Regions from separate parts of the Mus musculus genome. Here all the other regions are linked to region 1. A link is a contact called in public Hi-C data. All regions are on one chromosome and are shown on one strand. Each heading gives the region's core, a stretch centred on a gene start, on an enhancer-like site or on the middle of the called end of the contact. The rest is flanking DNA. Distances are from core to core; before and after follow the strand shown.

Region 1 (4,629 bases), core at 1,424-3,923:
GGGTGGTTATGAATAGAGCAGCCATAAACATTCCTATACATATATTTGCATGGAGATACATTTTCATCCCCCTGTATAAATATCTCAGAATGGATTTCTGAGTTATATGGTAAGTGTATGTTTAACATAAGCAACTGCTAAGCTGTTTTCCAAAGTACCTTTCTCATTTTACATTCTCACCACAGTGTTAGGGCACCAGCTTGCTTGTGTCCTTGCCAGCAGTTGGGACTGTTAGATGTTAAAGTGTCAGCCACGTCACTAGGTATGTAGCAGTAGTATGTCACTGTGATTTCAGGATACATTTTGGAAAGTGCTTATGAAAATCCTCTCATGTAAATTTTCTGGACATGTCTATTTTCTGACTGTTGATATTTTGTCCAGTTTATGCTGAGTTGCTAATTTTTGTATTACTGAGGTATTAGAGACTTTTTTTTTAACATATTCTGGACACAAGCCTTTGCAAAGTTTGACAACATGAGAGTTAACAATACTATTTATCAAAGTACATTGTACCAACAAGGAAATATTAATTTTAATGTGACTTTTTTTTTCTAATTATTTATGACTTGATTAAATCAAACACATTGCCTCTAATAGAAAAGCAGCAGATAAAATTAAGTCATAGTACAGTCATATACTATATAGTCCAGAAACAGAAAGATAACTGGCCCTAATAATGGAGACAAATCATAATATTTTATTTAAATTAAATATCTGAGCTGTTGACACATTTTCAGGATAATTTTTGCTACTTAATTAATAGGCCTTTTCTGTTTTCCATTTCCAATGGAGTTCAAAGGGTTGAGTTATATTCTCAAAAGTTCCTGCTTGAAAGCCCTCAATTCATCTCTTACATAGTTAGCCTTCCTTAACATCTATAGGAGTAAGTATGAAAGTTAAAAGCACAGAAGATTTCATGGCTAGGAGGTAGGGAATATCTGGAAATAGATAGAGGAAGGGGAAAATATAATCAAAGTATACCGCACAAAAAATTTAAATATACATACATAGAAACATGTACATATGATTTTTCAGTAATTGTTTCTCCTGGCAATGAATAGTTTTTCTCCATAAATGGGCATAGTATTTGAACAAGAACAAAGAAAGTTCCTGTATATTATACTCATAGACACATTTTCAAGAAAAGGATATTAACCATCAAAATGTATATTGCTTAATACTACTAATAACCAAAATTATCTCACCACTGAGAGATTATAGACACACAAATGTGTACATTTTATATACACATTTCCTTCTCACAGAGAGGTATGATGGAGTGGTCACAGTTTTGGCACAGGATGCTTTGTAGAAGGCAACGTCAGAGAAGTAGTTACATTGTAGAGACCACAGAGACTAGGCTAGAGCAAATGCCTAGCATACACATTAATGGACAGTACGATTATTTACTTGGTGTGGTATTCAGAGTCTGGTAGAAACCATCTAGAATTATGTTAATATTTATAACTCTTCAGAACCTTTGTTTTTGCCATTATTTTAATTCACAATGATGAACTTTAAGGTCAGCTTTAAAACGTGCTTTTGGTAGGTGATTTTTCTAACTTAAGGTTTCCGGGCTTGGAAGTGAAACATTTGAGAGGTAGGGCATGACCTTTATAATGCTTTGCTCTGTTCCTGGCTGCTGTGACGCTTGGCCCCAATATCGCTGTAGTTTTCAAGCTTCTTGGTTTGATTACAATAGCAATCATTCTCCCTTGACACCAACTGGATGACTCGCTCATCCAGCGTCCTGCGTCTGTCCTTCCCACGTTGGCCTCTGGCAGCAGACCCTTGCTTCTGCGTGCCAAACGTCTCTCTCCAAGGCTCCTTGACATTTTTCCCTGAGTAGCTCAGCAAAAGCAACACAAAAGAGCAAACCCCTGGAGGGATGCTTAACTGGGGATTCAGAAGGTAACAAAAGGACTCCTTAGTGAGACTTAGGGTTTTGTTTATTAATTACTTTATGTTCTCTCATGTTTTCTGGTTAGAAAGGGGGCGTACGGATCTTTTGTTTTTATGGAGTTCTGAAAATGTTTGCGGGGCTATCAAAGCTTTCTACTGAAAGTTTATGGACAAACCAAACAGGATTTCTCCCATGACCGCGCATGAATCCTCAGCACTGCGGAAGTTTTTATACATCCGAGTTCAGGCTCCTATCACTACAGAGCCCCCGCCATTGCTCTCCTTGGGAGCATTCGTACAGAGCGAGGTGAGGAACAGTGGGTGGAGCCAGGAGTCTCATTTTAAGAAGCAATGAATGACTTTGGACATTTGAGAGGGATTTGTATAGGTCTGTCTGAGGTCAAATCCTTCAAGGGTCCTCTTGCTCAGACTCTACTGTGGCTAGGGTTCGGCTTTCATCAGGTGAACAGACGAGCCAAGTTGACCTTTTACGGAACACTAGGATGCTGTTAGTTTTCTTTCTTTTGAGGGCTCTCTTTTCCCCCACAGAGGTCTGTGGTGTCTCCCCTTTCGACCTCCCCATAGGTATGACATCTATTTTCCCCACTATCTCGATGAATAATGACACAGAGGGCATGCAGCCAATCCTACCAGCACTTTACACTTTCTACAGAATAAAAAGGCACCAAAGCAAACATTCTCCAACCCCCAGCCTCAGGGATTGTGACTAATTTCCAAGCTCTCTTTGCTCTGTAGTAGAATCCTGGCTGTCATTTCACACTTGGCTTTTTTTCACAGAGCCCTTGAGCAAACTTTATTTACAGTGTACACGGACTTTCATTACTACATAATGCAGAAAATATTTGCTTCACTATGAAGCCAATTGGATATTTATTTTGATTTTTGTTCCTTGTGGTAAACAGAACTCAAAACACTCTCTACTACCATTGTTCCAAACTAGTCAAAAAAATATGTCAACAATCAGCACAGCAATTGTGTGGCCCAGATCTGGTGATTGCCTCACCTCCCCTCCAGCTAAAGGAAAGTTTTGCTTAAAAAAAAAAAAAAAAAAGAAAGAAAGAAAGAAAAGAAAAAAAAAGAAAAAAAATGTCAATTTGAAACTTGAAAGCAACCCTCACTCATCAGGACTGTCTTCAGCTCACACTCAAGACTGCCTTTCTCAGGATGTCACCACACAAGAACATCTTCTCAAGGTTTTGGAATGAAACTTTTTCTTTGGATTGGGTCCCAAAGCAGGTTTCATTTTGCTATCAGACAAATAGAAGAATGCCAAGGGTGAAAGTCCTTTCTGGTTTAGAAGGACGGAGGGAAGAACTGGTGTGGGGGGAACGCACGTTTACACACAGATGCAGTTGTTTCTAGTAACATTATGTGCCACTGGCTTTTCTGATTGCACTTCCTTCGAGAACCAACTTGCCCTGAGCACCTCCTGTGGCTTGCAAAGATTGTCCAGACTTGGAATGGACCCACCTGGCTTTCTGTATGGTCCCATTTCTGCATATTCACAGTACAATAAACATGCCAGCCCAAACTGCCTGCTCAGCACACTCGCTGTTGACTCTCTGTGATGAATACTTTTTATAATTTGATAGACTTTTGACTGATGTTAAATCCTGCCGATAAAGCCCATACCTGATTATTTTTGCATTTTAAAGAAAGAAAAATAAATCCGGAGTAGCACAGAGATTTTAGTTCATCTTTTTAAAATGCTTTGAGTGAACCACATATGCGTGCCAGCACAAATCCAGACTAATATTGATGTCAACACCCCCCCTGGGTATACCTTCCCACTGAGAATTTGGAAGTGAGATTTACTTTCCATCTTAGACTTAAGCCTGCATATAGTGTTTCTGGAACTTTAATCCTAAAAGATCATTGCTCAGTGGCTTTTTCTCTTCCCTATTCCATTGGGCATTTATTAAACGTCTGCCTTCCCGCTGGAGGTGATCAACAGCTGAGCTAATGTGCTGTGCAGTAGGGAAAGATGTCTTAGGTTCTGGAATCAAAGCCTGGCTCTGTCACTTCCTGGCTACATGATCGAAAGCCAGCTACCAACATTCCTGCTGCCAGTTCCTTCTAGAAAACAAGGAACAGCCTGTCATAGCGAACATGTCTGGGGAGGTAGAGGCAGAAGGTTGGTGAGTCCAAAGTTAGCTTGGGCCACAAAAAAGACTTCATCTTAAAAAAATGTGGGAGGAGATACATCAACATAACAAGGATTAAGTGTAAGGCACTCTAAAATATTTGGTATAGAAGTATAATAGTTAATACTGGCTTCTTTTTGTTCTATGCACACTGTTCTGAATCTTATTAGGTATAATTTTTCCCACTTTACAAGAAATGTAGGTGTTTTAACATTTCGAATTTTCTAAATGGAAACAAGCAAAAGGGGACTGATGATCATTTAATACAAAAAAGTCAAATGAAAAAATTCTAGATGTTACCAGTCAAAGAGTCAAATACTGGCAACAGTTGACATTTGTGCGTGTGTGTGTGTGTGTGTGTGCATGCATGCATGCGTGTGTGTGTGTGTGTGTGTGTGTGTGTTCTGTGTGTAATGCATGTGTATGGGATGTGCATCTACTCATGGACATATGTGGGAATGCTTATGTGTGTGCACACACAGCTGGAGGCCCAAGGTCAATGTCTGGCATCTTTTCTTAATCACCTTTTACCTTGATTTTTAGAGTCACTGAACCTGCAGCA
Region 2 (4,629 bases), core at 1,224-3,723, 310 kb before region 1:
ACAGAAATTCAAGATGCCAAGGACCAGTGCAGGTTGAGAACAAACCTCTGCTCGTGTTGCCTGATGATTACGGGCTCCAGATTCTATTTGACACCTGTTTGACCATAAATGATAGTACCAGATCCAAGCATCCAAGGGGCAAGGAGTCGGACAGCTTTAAAACATGGCTGTTTTTGTTTGGTCAAGTGGAAAAACAGACCATTAGCCAGACTGCAGGCCAAGGTCAGCTGTGACTTTGGTAGTCTCATTCCTTCTCTAGCATCAAGCTCCACCTTTCTAAAGTAGTGAAGCTAAGCTGAAATCAAGTCTCTCAAGCCATGCTTGGTAACCATGGTGAGGAGGCGATGCCGGGGCTGCTTCTCAGTGATGGCGACTCCCACCACTGGAGACCTGTCACCCCACTCCCGCTTCCGCTTTAACCATGAAGTTCTCATTTTGTTTTAGATTTAAAAATGTGTGTGGTGTGTGTGTGTGTGTGTGTGTGTGTGTATGTGTGTGTGTGCGCACATGAACTCTCATTTGTTCACTGCATGTGCAGAAGCCAGAAGATGACATATAGTAGTATTACAATATGTCACTCTCCACATAACTCTCTTAAAGGAGAGTCTCTCTCACTGACCCAAGAAGCTAGGCTAGTACCAGTGAGCCCCAGATGTATCTCTGGGAGATTGTGTCTCACTATTTCCAGCCTCTCTTCAATGCTAGAAATTTCCATTCATGAACCCTGATAGCTCAGAACTTTAGATAAGGGCTAAGCCTTCATACTTTACCAAGTGTGTCATTTTATTTCCTTAGGGAGAAGAGCAAAGCACAAGGGAGACCTAGAATATGACCCTGAGCCCAGCCATTGCAGGCAATGGAGTGTTTTACCTAGATCCTTCTTTCTCCTGATAATGAACCCAGAAGGTAGGGAACAAGGGTTAAGGTAAACTAGACACAAGTACTTCATGTGTCTCACTTAATCAAGACTCTGCCTACATGATACACTCTGTTATCTTCATTTCAAATACAGTCAGACTAAGGGATAGAAAGATGAAGCAATGAGCTTCATGCTGTATAGTTGCTAAGGGAGTGAGAGTTTAGAGCCAGGTTTGCTTGTCATTGTGTCTGAACTCTTAGCTCTATAAGATCCTGTTCTAATGGTCTACTTGGCTTAATATGATCTGGTTCAGTGGGTTCCTTCCTTTGGTGCTTAAACCAGAAGGGTCCTTCTTTTAAATCACTTTTTAATGACTGTTCTGTGTTCAATATCCTCCAAAGGCCACAAATGTCAGAGGATGGAGGGGTGGCAATTATTAGACATATATAGTCTTCTCTCCATTGCCCATCCATGATAGCCCATCACCCAATCGACACTTGGCCAGGATGTTGTTGCTTGGCACATACACCAGGGCTCTTTTCTGTGTAGGCATTTCTTAATATGATTTATTATATTAAGTAATAATGCCTCCCAAATCAACAGTTTTCTGTTGTTCTTCTGTGTTGCCTGCTGATTAGGGACTCCAGATTCTATTTGACATCTGTTTGACCATTAATGACAGTACCAGATCCAAGCATCCAAGGGGCAAGGGGTCGGACAGCTTTAAAACATGGCTGTTTTAGTTTGGTCAACTAAAAACCACCAGCCAGCATGTCTGTGTACACACACCTTTAAATATGTACACATTTTTCTCTTCCCCTCCATTCTTGTATTCTGCTGAAATACAAACTGTTTCTGGAATGCCCAAATAACCATTCTCCTTTTTATCCTGAAACATCTGGGGTGAGACACAGCCAGAGGTAAGTTTACTAATAGATTATGATGGTAGTTTAGGTTCTTGTACAGCCCCACTTCCCACAGCAGGCACTATCAGATGGACTCTCAACAGCCTGGTAATGTACAAAGCAAGAGTTCCGTGCTTAGAAGTCAGGCATCTTTATTTCCTCAGGCTTCCTTTTCTGTCTGGAAGAGAGTGTTCCTGTGACACACATTTAAACCACCAGCAGTTCCAAACTGAGTTGCATGTTATACACTAAAAAGCCAAGGCAAGAAAGAGAAGGGTCTTGGATATGATTGGGATGTACCAGTCTTTCTGCCAGTTGCTGAGTTTGCTTGTACAGCAATGATTTTTAGACTTCTCTGTGGAAGACACTCAGGTCTTTGAAGCTGGGTAGTTAAAGGCAACTCAAAGAGAATCCTGGAGCTGAAAGCAGTCCGGGTGACTTTTTAACTCTGGATGTAAATGGATTCATGCCAGTGTCAAAACAAGAATTACTCGGAGAAGCAGGTTAGCTGGAGGTTAAGTTTGGGATCCCTAACTCCAGGCACCATCTGGAGCTGAGAGCGCTGAGCCACCACTTTCCCCAAGTACACAGCAATGGGGAAATCAAGTTCTCTTGCTGGGAAGTTGTTCAAGTTTTAGAGTCAGGAAACTAACAGTAAAGAGGCAGGATTTCCTTGGCCTTCTTTTCCTAATAAATCACATCCTTTATTGTCCAGAAACTTGGAAGAGAAGAACCAGGGAGGCCTTGCCCTTCCTGAGCAGAGACTGGAAAGAGCTGGGAGTAGGACGTGGGAGCATGACTGTTGGGAGAAGGGGCTAGGTGCAGAAAGACGCGAAGAACTCTGGGTTTTGGGGTTGTCTGAGGGAGTTCCCATTTATAATCACAGGTTTCTGATGTTCAACTGTTAGGTAAGGGCTGGCTGCATAGCCTAGGTCCCCATAATAAAATCAGCCCATAGCCTAGATATTATGCATCCTACCATATAGACTGATGGCATTACAATATGCCATTCCACACTGTCAGGAGAGCTTTTTGGTCTCTTTTCTATTGTGTGGGATGATTTCTGTCCTATGCGTTCTCTCACCCTGAGAAGAGAAGCATACCTACCTCTGACCACTCTGAGAGAAGCCACTCACTGGGGCAGTCATCTTTCTTGCACCCTTGGTGGGAGGTTGGTTTGGAGGCAGAACAGAAGGTCTCTGGAAGCTCCAGGAAGCTGCCGTCAGCCATACGCTGCTTGCAGAGAACATCACGTTTCTGAATCCCTCCTCCACAGGTCCTGGAACACTGGGCAAGCAAAGCAAAAAGGGTCAGCACCGGCAAGGATCCTGATCACGACCTGATTCTTGGTGGAGTAAAGAGCAGGGAGGTGGTTTTTTCGTTTTTGTTTTTGACAAACCAGGAGTCAGGTCAAAGGGCTTTGCTTCTTGTCTTTGCAGTGAATTATGTAGCAAAGATTTTGTAGCTCCCCACTTGTAATCTCAGGTATTTAACTTGAGCATCCAGGAATTCAGGAGCCCTGGAATCTTAGAAATTTGCCCCTGAACTGTGATTTGTAGCCACTAAAGAGAACTGGTTTAAAAGGTTAGTATAATAAAGTGTTCAACATATTTATGATCCAATGAAAATAATCTGTGCAGCTTCCAGCATGAGGAAGAGGGACCTCCTGCCATCAGAATCAACCATCAGAAAAAAATTAATTTGCAGAGAGAAAGGACTCTCCTCTCCCCCCACGTGGAAGCAAGCACTCACTCAACCACACTGGGCAATGGGAGATTTAGGAACCAGGTTTCTGAAGAACTCATCTGGACTGGTGATTTCTAAGGGCACTGGGAGCCAGAGGCGCTGAAATCTGGTATGCAAGAAAAATAGCCTCATGTCAGTGGTTTTCAGAGGGACCGCAGTAAAACACTTTGTTTACATGGAACTTAATCGTTATAATCTGGCTGCTTAAGGCAGGAACGAGGCCTCCTGGGGCACAGACTGTTGGCTTTCTCCAAGTATTTGTCCCTTCCCTTTTAAGGGCCCTCAGCTTTTAGCATGGTACACGGTTTTCTGTATAGGCTATATTTGGCAAGCTCCCTTGAAGGCAAGCACAGCCACTGGACTAAACGATGGCCAATGGGATATAAACAGATGGATGTATGCGATTTCAAAGACCTCAGCTAAAGAGAGACCCACACCGCTCCTTGCTGCCAAGAATTGGCATGGGGTGCATGCGATATGCAAATGGGGTGTGAGTGATATGGAAAAAGATAGAGTAGGTTTCATTGTTGACTGAGAAGCCCTGCCTACCTCTTCTTATGCAAAATACTCTTTAGTCTTTGAAGCCACTATAATTTTGAGATTTCTGTTACTACACTCTGATAGAACCCTAGTTCTTATATGCTAAACCATGGCTTTGCTAGGTTGGTGCAGCTCAACCAAGACATTTCAGGGTGTCCTTTGGTTTCTTAGGAACAGTCTCTAGTTATTCACTTGCTGCCCTGGTTGTTTGAGACATTTAATCTAGGTCCAAAAGCTGAGAGTTTGCATTGAAGGAAAGTAGCTCCAACAGGCTAGATGTCACCCTCCTTGGTGGTGGTCTTATTAGGTAGCCAGTAAGATATTAGGGCTGAATTGTACCCCTGCTCTCACCTCAATCAACTGCTCAGATAGCCAGGGGCAGGAACTGCAGGACTTTAGTTATTAATCAGAGGAATCCGGCCTGAGTCCTGTCAGGAAAGCCATTGACTATCTAAACCTGGTTCCAGCCTTATAAGACTACTATATAGAAAGGTGATAAACTAATTCATACTGTTGCCCAAGTCAAGGGATTGCAGAGATGGCTCAGGACTTAAGGACATTGGCTTTTTTTACAGAGGA
Region 3 (4,629 bases), core at 1,348-3,847, 260 kb before region 1:
TTTCTATTCAGGCCAAACACTGTGGTGGTTTGAATAAAAATGGCCTCCATAGGTTATGGGATATTCTATCTATAGATTTCCTTAACTGCTTCTATCATTACTTGGTTAAGAAATTTTGGGGAAAACTACTATGCATAGGAAAAATAAACACAAGGCCTTAGACTGGGAAGTTCCTTGTTTCCCTGAGTGTGCCCCCACCCCCACCCCTGGCTGTCAGAATGATTATCTTTGAGAGGTAAGGGGACTGAGACTGAGATTTACAGAAACTGAAGTAGCATCCTCAGGCCATGAGGAAAACAAAAGCCCCATCCTTTTTTTTTCTCATTTTAAGGGATCTTCCCTTTTCTGATGCAGAACATTTAGCATTGCCAAGTCTCCTCTTGGTGTTTGTCTTAGTCACTGTTAGATTGCTGTGAAGAGACACCATGATCAAGACAACTCTTATAAAAGAAAGCATTTAAGTTTCTTAAATTTGGGGGTTCCTTAAGTTTCAATATTGTTACAGTTTCAAATATTGTCCAAAAGCCTTGGACAAATCTTTGAGTGCCATTAACTCCAGGACTTTCTAAGTTGATGGTAGGGAAAGCCAAAAAAAAAAAAATGTTTTCCCTTTGAAGGTGCTGCTTCAGTTCTGTTAACTGCTTTGTAAGGAGTAAGATTTCTGAACTATAAAATCCCCAATGTTTCATCATGACATCAGGATTTCAAATATGTGCATCTGAGGCTAACTCAGTTGGACCAAGCATGATGGTATGATCGAGGCCCCAGATAGAATCCAAGCACCAAAGCAAAACAAAACAAAAACTCAAACAAACGAACAGATAGTCAGGCCTTGATCATCTCTAAGAACTGGCATTCCCAGCTTCAGAGAACAAAGCAAGTTTTGTCCATGACTATAACCACAGCACAATGCCTGGCACAGGAAACAGTCAATAAATACTTAGTTAATGGAGACTGAACAAAGAGAAATTCTGATTATCTTTAAGGGCATCATAAACTTCTAAGTAGAGGGATGCGGGGTGTTTTATAGTCTTTGCACACAGACAAATGTAATCAAGGTATGGTGAAAACATTTACCATTTCAGTCTATAGCTGACCTCAAGTTCTGAATGCCAGGCCTAAGTGCTTCATATGAAAAGTGAAATCGCAGTCTCCCTAGGGTTCTTTATCATGGAAGCCAGTTTCTGTTTTGTGCAGAGATGTTTCTCTGTGTTAAATTTGGTTCCAGGTTTGTTTTTCCTAATAGAACCTATGCATATTTTCTTTCTTATTTGCAAACCTTTTATTTTATAGGAAATATAATCCTTATCTTCAAAGGATCTCAGGATGGTAGTATGGGGAGGGCCTCAGTGATCAAGTAACACTAGCTAGCTTGATCATGACTTCCTTTTTGATCCCCTTACCTGTAGCACCATTATCCTGACAAGTTGACAGGCTCAGTCAGCACATACTGGGTTACTGGAGGGGGGCAAACAAAATGCCGACATTTGCATTGCATTTTGTCAATGAAAATATTACACAGACGATACCATTTCTGATTCTACATGAGAAACAATTGCGATACAATACATAGGTGGTAGGTAATAAAAGCTAACCATCACTGTTTTTATTGGCTTGGGTGGTCAGCACGGGTCATCTCTATCCAAGAAAGACTGGCCCTTTTATGACCTTGTTTAAGCTTCTTTGTTGAGCTCCACTTACTGTAGGAAATACAGTCTAAGCAGCTTTAGGACCGGAGGCCTCCATGGGTGTGGCCTCTGCCTGTTCTTTATGGCACCTACTTCTTGTCCTTTCCTTTGTGTGAAAAAATGTTCTCTTTCCTTTGCCTGGATAAATCCTGCTTTTATGCTTCATCATACAGCGTGGGCTCTAGCTCCTCCAGGAAGAATCAGCCCTGAGGCCTCAAGCTCCCTTGGAACAATTGCTGTTTTGAGGTTGTCCCTTAACAGGTGACATCTTCAAGATGGGGTGTTGTGTTCTGAGGACTGGTACCAAAAGCCTGCTAGACATTAAGATGACTGCCTGTTAGTAAGAGTTTATTACTCTAAGGGCATCTGAACATGTCCTCCAAATCTGGACTTAATGCCTGTGGATGATGGTGAGCTTTGGTGTGCTTTCTCTTTTTGAATTTAAAAGTTAGTGTGGACAGAGCTGAGAAGCAGCATGTCAGCATATGGGAGCTTTAGGGAAGCAGCAGAAGGTAAACCAGTCTTCAGAGAGCACGGTGAAATAACAGCCTTTAAAACAGGACCAGGGTGCCTGCCATGCTTTGAAAGCTCCATTGACTCAATGAAAACACGGCTGTCTTAAAAGGCGACACCTTTCGCTCTGGCCATTTTTAAGGGAATATAAAAGAAAAGTTGAAATTGGAAATCACGTGCTGTCAGTGTGCATGGGTCTTGTTAGTGCACAATAAAGTGGGTGTTCTGGTCTGCTTTTAAAGAGAGGACTCTTTGACCCTAACAGTCCCTTTAAATAAGGATTCTCAGCTTCTTTGATTCTTGTTGGTTCTCAGAAAGGTCCTAGGACTGAGCAGAGATTAGGGCTAGTGCAGAGGGTGGGGAGAGGGAGAGGGAAGAGACTGAATACCATTCCTGGAATTAGGAGCTCCCCCCTCCACTGTTTATCTCCCCGGCACCACTCAGCTGTTCTCTGTTGCACAGAAATAAAAGTTTAGTTTAAGAAGTATGTTAGAACAAAGCTGCAGAAATTGCCTGGAATTTCCTTCATTTTCAGCCATCTGGCTTTCATTTCTAACTCCGTTCCCCTCCTCCACATACATTTACCAAATCTTTTCAACACACACTGGTGGAGCTATCAAATGCTTATAATTAATAACAGTCATACATTTAAAAAAAAAAAAAGTAGTGCTTTCTGGTTTTCTTTGGCTGCTCATGTCACTGCTATTATAAACCAGGGAGATAGTAACTTATTTATTAAGACTTAGCTCAAATCTAATCGAATTTAAGTCTTGAATTTAAAAAATCATGCTTTCATGGAAATTATGACTATTGTTTCTCAGCTAAACTAAAAGATGACCACGTATTTCTCTGGGTGATGATTGTGATTTTGTTTTTTTTTTTTTTTTAATTTTTAATTTTTGAGGCAGACTTGGGTGCTCAGGTATTTTAGGCAGGCCTGGTATTCATAATCCTCTTAATTTGATATCTGAGTTCTGGAACTTTAGAATTGTGTTTTTATACCTAGCAGAGTGTGTGTGTGTGTGTTGGGGGTACAGAGTATTTGAACCCAAGGCCTTATACATGCTGGTCAAACATCCTGACACTGAGCTACACCGCAGCACAGATCTTATTATTGTTTTTGTTATTGACAGAGTCTCACCCTGTAGCCTATGCTGGCCTGGAACTATGCTGGCCCAGGCTTACCACAACTCCATGGCAATCCACTTGCCTCAGTCCCTTAAGTACTGAAGTTGTCGCCGTGACTCACTATACCCAGCATTATAAAATGTTTCCCCATTTTAAAGAAGAGAATGAAGATCTAAAAACGTCCATAGCCCTTCAAAGGTTAGTGAGAAGTGGCCCAAGAGGCTTGGACCACAGGTCTACATCTACTTGCTCATCGTTTTGAATGTCTCGGGGATGGGAAAGCTTCATAGCTCATGAGTGGGGCTGAGTGAAAACTTGAACCTTCTGAGCAATAAATGCAGTAAGATCTTGTTTACAAATATCAGAGCCTTGTATATTTGTGTATGTTCACAAACATATATAAATTTATGAAAGGTAGTCTTGATGCATATATACCAAGCCACCAGCATATCTCTCTCTGGGCAAGAAAGGGAGCAAAAAGTGACTAAGCTGGTTAAGGGTGGGGTTGGGGGGGGAGGTTACCTTTCTGCCCTGATTACTACTGCTGTGCTTGAGGAGTTTTAAAAAAATCTTTTGTTTTAAGGAAACAAATACAGTCTGAATGCACTGTAATCACATCATTTTACCTTTCTTTCCCCCTCCAGTTCTTCTCATGTCCCTTCACCTCATCTTGAATTCATGATCTCGTCTATAACATTGTTAGATTGTTTTATATGCATACACACACCCCCATACACACCCCCCCACACACACACACAATCTACTGAGCCTATTTAGTGTTGCTTGAATGTACATGTGTTTAGAATTGACCACTTAGGATTGAAAAACCTCTTAGGGGGTTCATCCCTAGAGAAAACGGATTCTCTCCCCGTCAACTTCTATTGGTTGCCTGTAGTTTCTCACCCAGAGGTAAAGCCTTACAAACTTTTCTCCCATACACAGTGGCATGTTGTTTGGTATGGTCACTGTGCGGGTCATGTGCAGGCAACTATACTGTTGAGAGTTCATGATGGCAGCATCCCTGATATGCATCAAATCGTCAAAGACACTATCTCATAGTAGCCATTTTGACCCTCTGGCTCTTCCCATCTTTTTACCTTCTCTTCCTTGATATTCCCTTGAGTTTTAAAGGATAGGTCTCTTCATGAGCTACTTAGATAATCAGAATGCCCAGAAAGTTTTGTTTTTTAATAAACTGGTAACAGAGACTAATTTCTTTCCCCACAATGGCTCTTGGCTTCTTTTTAAAATCTTCTCGGAGCCAACCACACTCACTGATGGCACACTGGGGAAGAGGATA

What was found. Hi-C and Micro-C count contacts between places; a contact is called where the count stands out from the background.
Region 2: a Hi-C map of uterus shows a contact between it and region 1, with 2.9 times the contacts expected there. The contact joins two enhancer-like sites. A contact is called at or near these places in 1 of 484 Hi-C or Micro-C datasets (uterus), 2 of 115 datasets of contacts at active chromatin or transcription factors (both in embryonic stem cells) and 1 of 9 other capture datasets (embryonic stem cells).
Region 3: a Hi-C map of uterus shows a contact between it and region 1, with 4 times the contacts expected there. The contact joins two enhancer-like sites. A contact is called at or near these places in 1 of 484 Hi-C or Micro-C datasets (uterus), 2 of 115 datasets of contacts at active chromatin or transcription factors (astrocytes and embryonic stem cells) and 1 of 9 other capture datasets (embryonic stem cells).

What each region holds. Positions count from the first base shown.
Region 1 is chr4:86,028,400-86,033,028 of GRCm38.p6, reverse strand. It overlaps a transcript of Adamtsl1 not described here. Among named protein-coding and RNA genes, the nearest start is that of Adamtsl1, 23 kb to the left of the region's middle. Within about 2 kb of position 2,673, at least 35 of the 459 cell types and tissues checked have an H3K27ac peak or open chromatin away from gene starts, as enhancers often do. A contact at or near this core is called in uterus, where this site is marked.
Region 2 is chr4:86,335,260-86,339,888 of GRCm38.p6, reverse strand. It overlaps Adamtsl1 (ADAMTS-like 1), which reads right to left. Exons shown (of 29, transcript NM_001368621.1): 17 at 2,872-3,051. Among named protein-coding and RNA genes, the nearest start is that of Gm33730, 100 kb to the left of the region's middle. Within about 2 kb of position 2,473, at least 11 of the 459 cell types and tissues checked have an H3K27ac peak or open chromatin away from gene starts, as enhancers often do. A contact at or near this core is called in uterus, where this site is marked.
Region 3 is chr4:86,293,054-86,297,682 of GRCm38.p6, reverse strand. The region is part of intron 15 of Adamtsl1 (ADAMTS-like 1); the gene reads right to left. Among named protein-coding and RNA genes, the nearest start is that of Gm33730, 150 kb to the left of the region's middle. Within about 2 kb of position 2,597, at least 31 of the 459 cell types and tissues checked have an H3K27ac peak or open chromatin away from gene starts, as enhancers often do. A contact at or near this core is called in uterus, where this site is marked.